3 separate regions of the Zea mays genome follow, and all the other regions are linked to region 1. The links are chromatin contacts, called in public Hi-C maps. All regions are on one chromosome and are shown on one strand. The core of a region is the stretch at or near the end of the contact, and the rest is flanking DNA. Distances in the headings are between cores, read along the strand shown. Region 1 holds the start of LOC100284468 (carbohydrate transporter/ sugar porter/ transporter). Region 2 holds the start of LOC100382343 (DNA gyrase subunit B mitochondrial). Region 3 holds the start of LOC100217027.

What was found. A called contact is a pair of places that touch in the nucleus more often than the background predicts.
Region 2: a contact with region 1 is called in a Hi-C map of ear, with 4 times the contacts expected there. The contact joins the promoter of LOC100382343 here to the promoter of LOC100284468 in region 1. A contact is called at or near these places in 8 of 25 Hi-C or Micro-C datasets (bundle sheath, ear, endosperm and 3 more) and 1 of 3 datasets of contacts at active chromatin or transcription factors (seedling).
Region 3: a contact with region 1 is called in a Hi-C map of leaf, with 6 times the contacts expected there. The contact joins the promoter of LOC100217027 here to the promoter of LOC100284468 in region 1. A contact is called at or near these places in 3 of 25 Hi-C or Micro-C datasets (bundle sheath and leaf).

The regions. Positions count from the first base shown.
Region 1 is chr3:43,115,878-43,120,041 of Zm-B73-REFERENCE-NAM-5.0, reverse strand. It overlaps LOC100284468 (carbohydrate transporter/ sugar porter/ transporter), which reads right to left and starts at 2,406. Exons shown (of 17, transcript NM_001157363.2): 1 at 1,855-2,406; 2 at 649-689. The coding sequence starts at 2,029.
Region 2 is chr3:42,818,396-42,822,322 of Zm-B73-REFERENCE-NAM-5.0, reverse strand. It overlaps LOC100382343 (DNA gyrase subunit B mitochondrial), which reads left to right and starts at 1,542. Exons shown (of 21, transcript NM_001175090.1): 1 at 1,542-1,737; 2 at 1,826-1,952. The coding sequence starts at 1,586.
Region 3 is chr3:43,560,973-43,565,263 of Zm-B73-REFERENCE-NAM-5.0, reverse strand. LOC100217027 reads left to right here and starts at 2,478. Exons shown (of 24, transcript NM_001359539.1): 1 at 2,478-2,675; 2 at 3,675-3,706.

The sequences.
Region 1 (4,164 bases), core at 1,157-3,656:
TATACTTTTGGGGCCATATAAACGACATCGTGCATCCCTAAACTTAGTTACATCAACAAGAAAAGGTAAGTGGGTCCTAGCACCTAAAGGATAAATTGGTATACCCACACTAAATTGGTCCGAGTTCTCTTTGGCTATAGCCAGCAGATCGTGCATATAGATATACAAAATACTATTTTGCACACACTGTTTATATTGTGAAGTTTGAAATATGAGATGAAATGAGTAAGCTGCTGGAGAGATGGCCAGCAGTTGTTTTCTTATTGGGGGTGGGGGTACTCTGCACAGGAGGTTAACTCTCTTTTATAATCATTGTCCAGTTAAACTGTTTAATTGTGACACTGCATGTCTAAGTCGTACTGAGCATTCCACGTAGGGCTCCAGTTCTCAGGTCCATGTCGGTTCTGGAATTTACTGCCTAAAAAACTACCCTGGCCCAATTTAGTATTCAGATCCAGCTACTCAAATACTGGCAGGATCGACTGTAAACTGTAATAGTAGCATCTTAACTACACTAGTTCTACACATACACGGAGAGAGAGAGAGAATCGTATCGGGAAAAAATGGAAAATACGGATGCTACTTGTAGCAATTCCCATTTTTCGATAGAAAAAAACCAAAAGAGAGAGAGAGAATCTTATTTCTCACCATGAAATACAAGAAGGGGAACAGAGACTGGATCGGTAGGGCTGCAGACAGAAAAACACAGCAGAGTTATGTGAATTTCTAATTGATAACACAGCATAAATAGTTTCATAATGACTTAAAGAAAAGAGGGGGGGGGTCCTTGAGAGTACAATAATTCATTTGTCAACAGTGACAGCACCACCAATCACTGAGAAGCGACAATCGCATTCCCTGCTCTCGAGTGCTGGAATTGGAAAACACCGAAGCAATAAGGTGACTGCCGGCGGCGAGATTCGCGGCTTCCATCGGGGGCTTTCTGTTTGGGGAGGTGCACCCGTGCTTGTTTCAGCTTTAGAAACCGTGGGGTTTTCAGCTTGAGGGGAGCAAATTGTTGGAAGGGGGCTTAGAACACCCAAGAATCTGTAAGCTAAAACGAGCACAAGCTTTGGCCGCGGGTTGTCAAGGTTGGACGGCGTTTTGGTTTCTGCATAAAATTGGCATGTTAACTATACTATGCCAATTTTTCATGCATAGTACTATTTGACATAGCATCTCAGCAGCTGAACTGTAGTCTGGAGAGGTAGCAGGAATTCATCTGGAAGAAAACAAATTTTGGAGTGGCCACGGACACGGTGCGAGACTCCAATGAGAACCGTCCGTCAGGCGAGCCATAACGATACGATACTCTACTGATCCAACACACCAAAAAGAAAGTCCCAGAGACACGCCAATCACCGTATGGCGAATGCCCCCCTTAAAAAGTTGTTGGTTGGTGAGCTGACCAGTGATAAATTATTAGTACTGTAGCACCGGCCGCTAAGCATCCCGGTCCATCGGATTCATTCCTTATCACTGCGAATACTCCGATTATTATTCTCGGACGATGGTGGGATCACTAGCAGACGCAAGCCTGCCTGAGTGTCTGTGCCTGGTCAGAGACTGAATCTGGAAGGAACAAAGAGCTGAATCGTGAACCTCTTATCGCCAGCCACGGCGACGAAGATGCTGAATCGAGCACGAGCGGCATGCCGGCAACAAAAATTGGTCCCTAGTCAACCCTGTGATTTGCAGTTGCAGCCATCCGGAGGAAGGCGGTGGCCGGAAGAAAAATGCCACAGTACGTGCTCCACAAGAGCAAAAACGACGAGGACGAAGAAGGTAGTACGAAGGGGGGGAGGGGAGCGACGGGTTGGGTTTGGGTACTAGCAGTGGCGGGCGGTAGCTTACTGCAGGTGATGGTGACGAGCCAGATGAGGAAGAGGTCCTTGAGAGGGAAGACCCCCTCCCGCTCCGCGTTGAGGCGGTCCACCCGGCAGCCGGGGCACCTAGGGCGGTACGCCTTCGCCTTCTTCGCCAGCAGTGGCTCCCCCAGCTGGGTGGTTTCACCGTTGCCGCCGCCCATCCTCGCTCGCTCCGACTCCGAGAGATCCAACCCAGGAACCAGAAACTCCGGCGGGGACGACGTCGGCACTCGGCAGCGCCGCGCGGTGGAATGGAAGGCGGAGGCAGGGCGGGAGCTGAGCCGGAGCGGAGGCAGGCAGAGCGCTGCGCTTGGGTTGTGGCTGCGACCTGCGGGTCTGCCTCGCTCGTCCGTCCGAGTGCAGACTTGCAGAGACGCGCCTCCTGTTATATGGTGGTGCCGGTGCGTGCCTGCCGTCCTCTACGTAGGCTGCTGGACAAAAACACAAAAAGAAAAACAAATGGCGTGCGCGTCTGCGTGGAACTGCTCCTGTGGGGCCCGCCCTCGTGGCTCTCATCAATGGCTGCGCTCTGCGCTTCGTGGAAACACGGGGAACCGTGAAAAGCCTCTGTCCTCTCGTCGGACCGTCAGCCCGTCACGCCGGCGACGCGCCGGGATCGGGCCTCCGGACACCGATCCGAACCACGGTGCCAGGCAACCAGCGAACGTGGCTAGCTGTTGCCGTCGTCCCGTCGTTGGGGGGCGACTTGGCGTTAGCTTTCGCGTGCTTATCGTGCGTTTTGGATCCGCGACGCGAGCTGCAGCTTGGTCTACTCTTTGCCGGGCCGGCGTTCGGGTCTCTCGCGGTCGCGGCCCGGGAGCAGCCGGCTTGCATTGAACCTGGACAGGAGAAAGAAAAAAAAAGAGCGCGCGGATATACAGCTCCAATAAAAAGTTCTATATTTAAATACTAAAAAGTACAATACGACCTGATTTTAATTGTTTAGGAGCATTTACCGCTCCAACTAGGGATAGCAATAAGTACACAAAAACCGACATCCGATGGGTAAAAACACTATTAGAATACAGGTATGACAAATTTTGATACCATGAGTATTTTATTGGGTTATATTCATCGGGCATAGTGGACATGGGTATGTTCTCTCTTGCCTCGTATCCGCTACTCGATAGAAAACCCGCTAACATATGACATGTGGGTCAGAATTAAGGAGATTGTTCTCTCTCATGCATGTGCTTGAATGATGTTGATATTTAATGGTGAATGTTGTTGACCTTGTGATAAGTTTATGTTGGATTCGATGAATTTATCATGCTGGCATAAAGATAATATACTATTTTAGCATCTTTCAATACTGATGAGCTATAATGTTTCAACATTTTGTGTTTGTTAGTTATTTTTGTGGTCCAAGTGATCATGTCTACTAATATTAGTGTGTATGGATACCGCTACCCGTGTTGGATATGAGTATGACGTAATTTAGGGTTTAGGGTAGTGGGTATGTGTATGGGTATGGCTTTGTGTGCCTATTGGTTATCTTACACACTGCCATCCCTAACTCCAACAATTAAATCCTATATAGGTATTCATGTTATTAAAAAATAGATCATGTTATTTAGAAAATAAAATGTTAGAAACAACGTGCAAAATAAGGATACAAGTCCAGCATATGGGGCCCTATATTTAGAATATCAGATGGCGCATTCTAAAATTATTTGATGATCTTTTTGTCAAATAGAATCCATGTTGGAGCAGGTTTTTAATATTAAAGTCATATATTCCAAAATATAACTCTATTTAGTACTGAAAGTTACCTAGAGGGGGGTGAATAGGGCGAAACTGAAATTTACAAAACTAATCACAACTACAAGCCGGGTTAGCGTTAGAAAAAGAAACGAGTCCGAGAGAGAGGGCGCAAAACAAATCACAAGCGAATGAAGAGTGTGACACGCGGATTTTTTTTACCGAGGTTCGATTCTTGCAAACCTACTCCCCATTGAGGAGGCCACAAAGGCCGGGAATTTCTCAACCCCTTCCCTCTCTCAAACGGTCCCTCGGACCGAGTGAGCTTTCTCTTCTCAACTTAACCGGGAACAAAAACTTCCCCACAAGGACCACCACACAATTGGTGTCTCTTGCCTCGGTTACAAGTGAGTATTGATCTCAAGAAAGAATGAGAAAGAAGGAAGCAATCCAAGCGCAAGAGCTCAAAAGAACACAACAAATCACTCTCACTTAACACTAAACTTTTGTGGAATTGGGAGAGGATTTGATCACTTGGGTGTGTCTTGAATTGAATGCCTAGCTCTTGTAAGTAGTTGGAAGGTGGAAAACTTGG
Region 2 (3,927 bases), core at 293-2,792, 300 kb after region 1:
CGCCGACAGGTGGGACCACTACTCTAGCCGCTCTGTCGCGCACCTGCTTCTCCTAGGAGAAGGTGTTTGGCTTTAACTCCAGAAAAGATTGTTTTGTGGCTGCCTTAACATTCTTACCTAGGAGGTGGGGCTAGTAGCGCGGTTGGGCGTGCGACGCGCACGATTGTTAGCGTACCGGGTGTGCGAGGCCACAGGAGCTAGGGCGAGGGCAGGGCACGACCGGTTGGGGGCATGGCACAATCGGTCGGGGGCATGGTGCACTAGTGACAACGGGTGGTGCCGGTGCACACATGATGTTGGTGAAGAAACGCGAGAAGGGTATGCTAGGGAAGAAACACGATTAGATGGACGAGAAAAAGAGAAACAAATTATTGTTTTTGTAATCGATGACATCGGTGGGTAAATATTAACACAAACTCAATGTATACATCTATTTTGGAGTGGGTTGGAGCTGGAAAAGAGGTGCTCAAACTCTAGACTAGAGCTTCGATAACTCTATAAAGTTGGGCTGCTCCAAAAATGGTGGAGTTAGGGTGTTTGGCTGGTCCACTCAACTCCAGTCTAAAGTTTAAATTGGAACCATGCCAAACAAGGCTTTAGGTCCTGTTTGCTTCTGCTTGTCGCCTGTTTTTTAGTGTGAAAAGGCAAAAGATAAAACAAAACAATCAGTGCTAATATTTTGGTTTAGCTTTCGAAAAGCTAGAAACTCATAAAAGCTGTGTATATGTGGGCACACGAGAAAACTGATTTTATGGGCTTTCTGTAGCTTCTTGAGCTTAGGAATCTAATAACATCCCTCGAAAAGATATTATTGATTTCTCATGATCAAAAGCCCATCAATAGTTTTTAAGAAAAAGCTCTAAAAACTATAGGTCAAACAAATATGATTTTATAGGGCGACATCCCACCAACCACCAAGGCTCAGGACGTGGATGCTTTAAGGGTCTGGGTTCAGTTGTAGATTCATAAACTATCTGACCCTAGTTGTGAGAAAACTGTTGTTAGTTCACCACTATGAAAATTTTAGATATATTTACTTCAAACAACCGTCAACTATAGATTCTGTAAGTGAATGATAACTTATAACATGGATGACATGAATTTGAAAAAATAGGGTAGATAGTGATTCTAAATTGACTATAAAAAACTATATATTTTTAAAATCTATTCTATTATTATATTTATTTACTTGAGATTTTAGATTTTTAGGAGCGAATGTCGTTCAGAGAGCTGAACCAAAGGTATCCGCGCATTGGGCAGCCTCTAATTCGGCCCACTAAGGTCCACTACTCCACTCCCGCTTCCCCCAGGCCCACAGCAACTGCTCGGCGATTCCTGGCCGTTCCAGCCCATAAACCCTAGCCAGCCGCGAGCGGCTTATGATCAGGCCCACGCACGATATGGTAGCACCAGCCGCCCGATATGGTAAATCCGAGGCGCCATAAACCCTCGGCCTCGACCTCATCCAGTACCCGCACCTCCGCTCAAAACCCCAGCTCTCCTGCCCCGGCTGGTCTCAGCCACAAGTAGGCGGCCGGCAAGCCAAGACCAAGGAGCCCGCGAGCGCGAGGGCTCGCCGACGCGGATGGCGCTACTCCTCCGGCCGATTCCTCCCCCTCCCCGCCTCCGCGCGCTCCTCGGCCGCCTCCTCTCCACTGGCGCCAGTCTATTTCCCTCCCGCATGCTCCCCGCGCCCCGCTCCACCGCCGCCGTCCCTCGGCTCCTGTTTGGGCCCAGGTACGTCCTCCCGCTTCCCAGCACCTCCCATGCTGGAGCTGGAGGGTTAATGATTAAATGATATGCTGCTACCCATCTTCTACTGTAGTGCTGTGGCCGCGGCAGCCACGCGGCGCAATGGGGTCCGGGTGCGTGCGTTCATGGCGTCAACGACGGCGTCTGAGGCGATGCACGAGAAGCAGGTGTCCGCGGAGTACACTGCTGCCAATGTCCAGGTGATTATTGCTGCAATTGAGCCTGCTTTTTTTGGGCCGCAGAGGCCGCTTTTTAATTCAGGCGTGCAAAGAATCCGAGTCATTTTGCCAGATAGTAACTGGATCGTCTGTCAGTAGTGTTGCGCCACAGGCCTAGAGGTGCACAGCCCAGTGTTATTGCTTCCATATATCAATGACGTGTGACACAGTGGTGGAGCTGGTTGATTTTCACACCTAGGGCCAATATGTGATTGTCTAAAACATCCACATCAAGTCAAATAGTGATATAACAAAACCAAAACATATAATTGTAGATGATGTTTCAATTACACACTTAGAAGAACATAGTGGTGAGAACATAAAAGTGGTAAAAAAATCCTAACCATTGAGGATTTGGTTCATTCCTCAAATCATTCATTAACAATAGCATATGAACCTGAAGATATACATACAAGTTAGGCATTGATTGTATAATTGCCATTGGAGCAGGAGAAAAAGGATTTCTATGTATTGTTCATGTGCATGTGAAATTTTACATTTTTTTCTGTAAAAAATTGAGAAAGGCACATGGGAACTGGCATGAGTATTTCTGGATTGTGAAACTCAACATTGAAATATTTGGGATTTAGGAATGGGGAATCTACCTCCTGTTGCTGCCTACTGCCGAGTGCTGCTTGCAGCGTGCCTACCTCTAGATGGTGCCATGTACGACATGCCAGGCCGGTGGTCACACCCTGCTGCTGTGTGTCGTCCATGGCGACGTGCCTTGTTGCTGTTGTGCCCTACCCAGGTTGTGACACCAGGTTGCTTGCTAGCAACCATAGCCTATGGGCTGTGGCTGCCCAACAGCAGGATTGCTTTGATTTGGCGCTCAGCCGACTGCCAAGCCCAAAATCTGGTGAGCCTTGCGCGGCCACTGGCGTGTCTCCTATCTAGGATTCCAAGTATGAATGAGGGGCTAGAGAAGGAAAGTTGGAGAGAAACAGCGTAGAGCAGCACCATTGTTATCACGGCGTTGCCTAGGCGCCGACTAGGCATCCAAGCGCCCGGTTGGGCTCACTGTGGTGCGGCACCTCGCCTGAAGCCGGCAAGGTGGGCACTGCGGCAGGCTCTGCTCTGCTCCGCGCTGTGTGGTGGCTCTGCTCCGCTCAGGCATTCTGCGGGAAGGAGTGAAGCTGTGAGCCTGTGACTATACAGCCTAGTTAGGCGCTTCGCTTGACCTTCATATATGAAATTATGAACTACGCCTAACTGTCGCCTAGGTGTCCAGGCGCCCCGGAGGCGACTCGCCTCGCCGGGGCTAGGGATGGCAGCGGGTCGGGTTTTGTTCGGGTATAATAATACCCGACCCGAAATTGTACCCAAGACTTCTACAAATATCCATACCCACCAAGTCAATCGGGTGAGAAATTGTACCCGTACCCATACCCATTGGGTATCCACCGGGTACGGGTATCCAGTGGATATGTTATTGTAGACTAAATAACATTCGATCAGTGTTATAATAAATACATAAAATATTTTAGTTTACATCTAAGCACCAATGCAACACGAGAATGACTATATTTGGCTACACGTCGATACAATATTTCAATTCATAATTATCATATCCAATAAATTTAAATTTGAGTACAGAGAATAAAAGCTTAATGAGTTCATGACAGTTGACAGTTATAACATTGTCAATGTCTCATTGGTCTCGATTACATTACACTTGATTGTTAACACAACACAAATTAATATTCATTAATCAACAACACATGCGAGTGAGTTTTTCTAGTGAATGTAGCACATTTTTAGTGGATGTAGCATATTTAAAGAGGTATATTGATATTTCGGGTATCCACTGGATACCCGTGGGTAAAGTATTTTACCCATACCCGACCCGATGTATTTCGGGTATCCGACCCGATAGGACCCACGGGTGAGTTTTTGTACCCGTATCCATATCCGGTGGGTACGAAACCCGCGGGTATCCATACCCACGGGTCCAACT
Region 3 (4,291 bases), core at 1,229-3,728, 450 kb before region 1:
CTAGCTAATAAACTAAATAAAAACTAACTAAATACTAACCACTAGCTACGACGAGTCGATTTGGTGGCGGCGGGGTGAGGCAATGATGACGGAGCGGCGACGCCGACGAACGACGGGCTCGGCGGCGACCCTTGGCGGTGGAGGCGGCGGCCCTTGTCGGCGGTGGCCCTTGGTGGCGCCCGCCGCGAAGGAGGGGAGGCCGCCGACGAACGGCGGGCTCAGAAGTGAGGTTCGGCGGCGATAAGGGAGCGGCAACCGGAAGAAGAACGACTAGCGACGGGAGGAAAGAAAGCGGCACGCGGGGAAAGAGGAGCCGAGCAGCTCATTTACTTCCTAGCTCGGCGCCAAGATCTGTGACGCCGAGCTAGGAACATGTGGCAGCCAAGTCAGCCCTTGGATACCAGCGAGTCATGTACCTCGGTGCCATAGCCTATGACGCCGAGTTGTGTTAGCTTGGCGCCACAACCTATGACACCAAACTAAAGGTCCAAATCTTTAAATAAGTTATCCAGGGTCCAAATGTAAATTTTTATCGGAAAAGATTAAAAAACAAAAAAAATCGGACGATACGTTGATTTAAGTCAAAGATGGGCAATAATACAAAGCTGAGCAAAGAGCGCAAAGTCGCATTTAGGAGCGTTCAAAATATGGGCTCCGACCCTTAGTGCAGTGATCTCAATTTGGTTACCCCGCATTAAAGTCTCATACTCCGTATTAAAATCTCTGCTAAGAGTAAATACAATAATAAGTTCTAAGCCTGTTTATATATTATTTTTGCTTATGTAGAAGAGAGAGACATTAAAAAATAGAGAGAGTGGACTCTGATGCAAGAGACAGATAAAAGAATGAAGAAAAGGAGATAAGGAATTCATATAAGAGCCAACTTTATTATATAAGTGTGTTTATTATTGGCTCTAAAGGACATGGTAATGAGTTAGAGCTAATAATAGGTTCTATTATTAAACTTGCTCTAATTACTTTCCCGGCTATGAACTCGTGCCAAATCTCCTGCTTTCAATTTTCGAATCGTCAAAATCGGAAACAAAAAAAGGCCGGCAGCTGCACAGCCGTGGCCCGGCCGCAGATCCATTCTCGCGTGCTGGAGGAGGCGACGAGGAGCCTAGCCGCAGCGGCAGGTGGCAAAGCACGGGGATTCCCTGTCCGCAGAATTCTCTGCCCGCAGTGATGGAGAAGGAAATGCCGCAGCCATCCTTTCGAAGGCCTGCCCAAACTGTTTTACGAAAACGGAAGCGACACCAGCCGGCCGAAGGGAGGACGATCTGCCAGCCTACGCGACCCTTGCGTTGCCGCTGCCACCCCGCCGCACTGTTGAATGCTCCGGGTCCACTGTGCGTCATACGAAGCACTCTGCGGGCCCACTTGTATGTGGCACGAGGTTCGTAGACCCGGTGTAGCTGTAGGGTGCCGTGGTTGCAGCCAGGAGCGCAGCAGGGTCTGTTTGGTTGGGCTGTGGCTGTGAAAAAAGTTGCTGTGAACTGTGAGCTGTGGAAAAAGCTGCTGTAGGCTGTAAGCTGTTAAAAAGCTAAAAACCATTTGGTGGAAACCACTAAAAGTCGTTAAAAATTCTTCGATATATGTTTTCACAGTTCCATCCAAAAAGCCACTAAAAGCAGGTCCAGGGGTGCTTTTAGATTTGCACTACGAGAAAGTCGGCTTTTAAAAAAAGCTGCTTCCTGGATCCAGCCCTTTGGTTGGCTTTTGGCTTTAGGGGGGCAAAAGCCAAAGCCAAAAGTCAAACCAAACACACCCAAAACCGATGCGTGGATATTATCCCCGAGGAGATCCTACCGGTTCGGTTCGGTGACGGCGCCGTAAGCTAACGGCTTCGATCCGCCCGCATGTACAGGTGTCCTGCCCCGCACGGCCGTCGGATTCGGATCCGGGGAAGACTGGAGTTTGCTTTCCGCCGTTACGCTAACGCCGTACCAGACGGATGGGACGCTCTGTGCACGGTCGGCGATCTGCAGTGACACTCCCGAGTCCCGACTCCCAAGCGGCGGCCTCGGGCAACACCTTTTGTTTCACTGACTGCTGGGACCAAACAGCACACGGACCCCGTGTCAGTGCGGGCTGGGGGCATGCGCCGGGTCGTCAGTCGCCACCGATGGTGCTGGCGCCTGGTGCGTCTTCCGGTTCCGGGCACACGCACTAGTCAAGGCAGGATATGGGTCGCCGGCTCGCCGCGGAGGCAGCGGGTTCCCTCTACCCGGAAGAACCACCAGTGACAATGACTGGTAGGGTACACTCTTACGTGGCCCACGAATCAGTGGAGTAGTTGTTGCGTCCGATGCTGCTTTGGCGTGCAACGAGGAAGTGGAGAGCACGGTGCGCGTGAGTGCGTGAGGAGCCTACCGCGTCCAATGCTCCCCTCCACGTGTCACCAGGTCACGACCTCATGTTCCGGGCTCTCCCAACGCACGGTCCAGATTGGCCGATCGGAGCCCACAGGTGGGCCCGCGCGGGCAGGTGCGGAATGACCTCACTGTCCTTCCCTCGGCGGTAACGGAAACTCCTCCGCTCCGCTCCTCACTCCCGCTCCCCCGCTCGCTGTTGGTGGAAATCTAGGGTTTCGGTGGGGTTCTTGCCGCTGCGGTTGTTCGTGCGGCGCGGATTTAGGGAGGGTTCTGAGGCGAGGGCTTTTGCCCCCTCGAGCGGTGTGTTCTTCGGTTCTTTGTCCCTTTTTTTCGTTTCAAGATTCAAGAGCACTGCATTGCGGTCTGCGCTTACAAATGTGTTGTCTTTGGGCATGGGTCGTGCTGTCTTTGCTGGATTATTCTACGATTTTAGGCATGTTTCTATTGTTTGCCATCGAACCGTTCGAGTTCGAGTCCTCTCTCAGTGTGGATTCTTGGTAATGGCCCCCGTGGCGCGCATGTGGCAGCGTTTGTGGTTTTTAATTTCGTTGATTCTTTTTATGCCTCTTTCTGATTTTCATTGTTCTATATGGAGGGTTTTTTCTTGTTTTCCTGCTTCAATGGCAATGGTCTGCGTTTTTCTGGCTGTAATGGCAATAGTCTGCTTTTTCCTCTTTTTTCGTCGCTCATTTTACTTGACGTGTTTTCTCCTCTTTTTGAGCCTTTCTACTTATATGGAGGTATTCACTATTCAGTATTCAGGTTTTCTTGTTTGTCATCTTAATTTTTTGCACGTTTTTTATAGCTGGTTTATGGTGCTGCAGCTCATCACATTAAAGATCTGTTTTTTCTATGCGTTCTTTAGTTTCTGGGAGGTTTATGGCGGCACTGTTCATTTCTAGATATCCGTTCGGTGTTTGATAAACACGCATCTCTGGAACGTTCATTCTTAAGGATATTATTGACTTATTCTGGAAGGTTCATCCACAAGGATTTTAGTGTGGCGTTGTTCTTGTTAATTAATTTTCCTTAATTTTTTGGGTACGCGCTGCAATTTTCTTTGCCTTTTCTTGTTTCTTGGAGTCTTGGAAATTTCGCCATGATTCCCGAAAGGATAATGACGCACTTTTTTCTTGGCCTTTTTCCTGGATTTATTCCCATTTTCAAATCTTTTGCATTTTTAGGGTCTATATAGTATATAGATATATAATTACATGACTATTATTGTAATCCATTACATCCTCCTTTATTTATGGTCGTGTTAGATGATTTAATTCGTTTTCATTTGTTGATGAGCAGATTTGCAGCTTTGGGTCCGATACAGTGCTCATGTGAGTATATATGCCATATAGTTTACTGTTTTGTGTGAGCATGTAGAACGTCTCCTATAATGGACTAGTAGGATGTTTCTGTATGAGTTTTGTCACTAGAAAATCTTCTATGAACTCTGGTAGTGTGTCGTGTTGAGGTCCGTGTTTATTACTGTTTCCATAGTCTGTGAGATGATCATGATTTCATGTTCTTTTTAAAAAAATTGTAAGGTCACAGCAATTGGGCTTTGCCTACCTGCATCATTCTTACATCTATACTATACAGCGACTTCTTCTCTTACTGCTTTAATCATATGAAGTATTGGGAAACAAAACAAAGCCAGATATTTAATTTTAAGCATTCCAATTTTATTGACGTTAGCGTGGGCTGCAAAATAATAAAGTATCCTGATGTTACATTTGTGTTGCATATTTCGTGGTGATGGGACTTCGGAGTAAACATTTGTGGTTTACTGAAATGTATACCGTTTGCAAAATGTAATTAGTTGGCAGCTGATATTACTTTAGAGAATGTGTATTGTTGGAGGTGTGGCATCAGATAGGGACTCCCATTAGTGGTTTTAAGTTTAGATTTAACACTTTTTA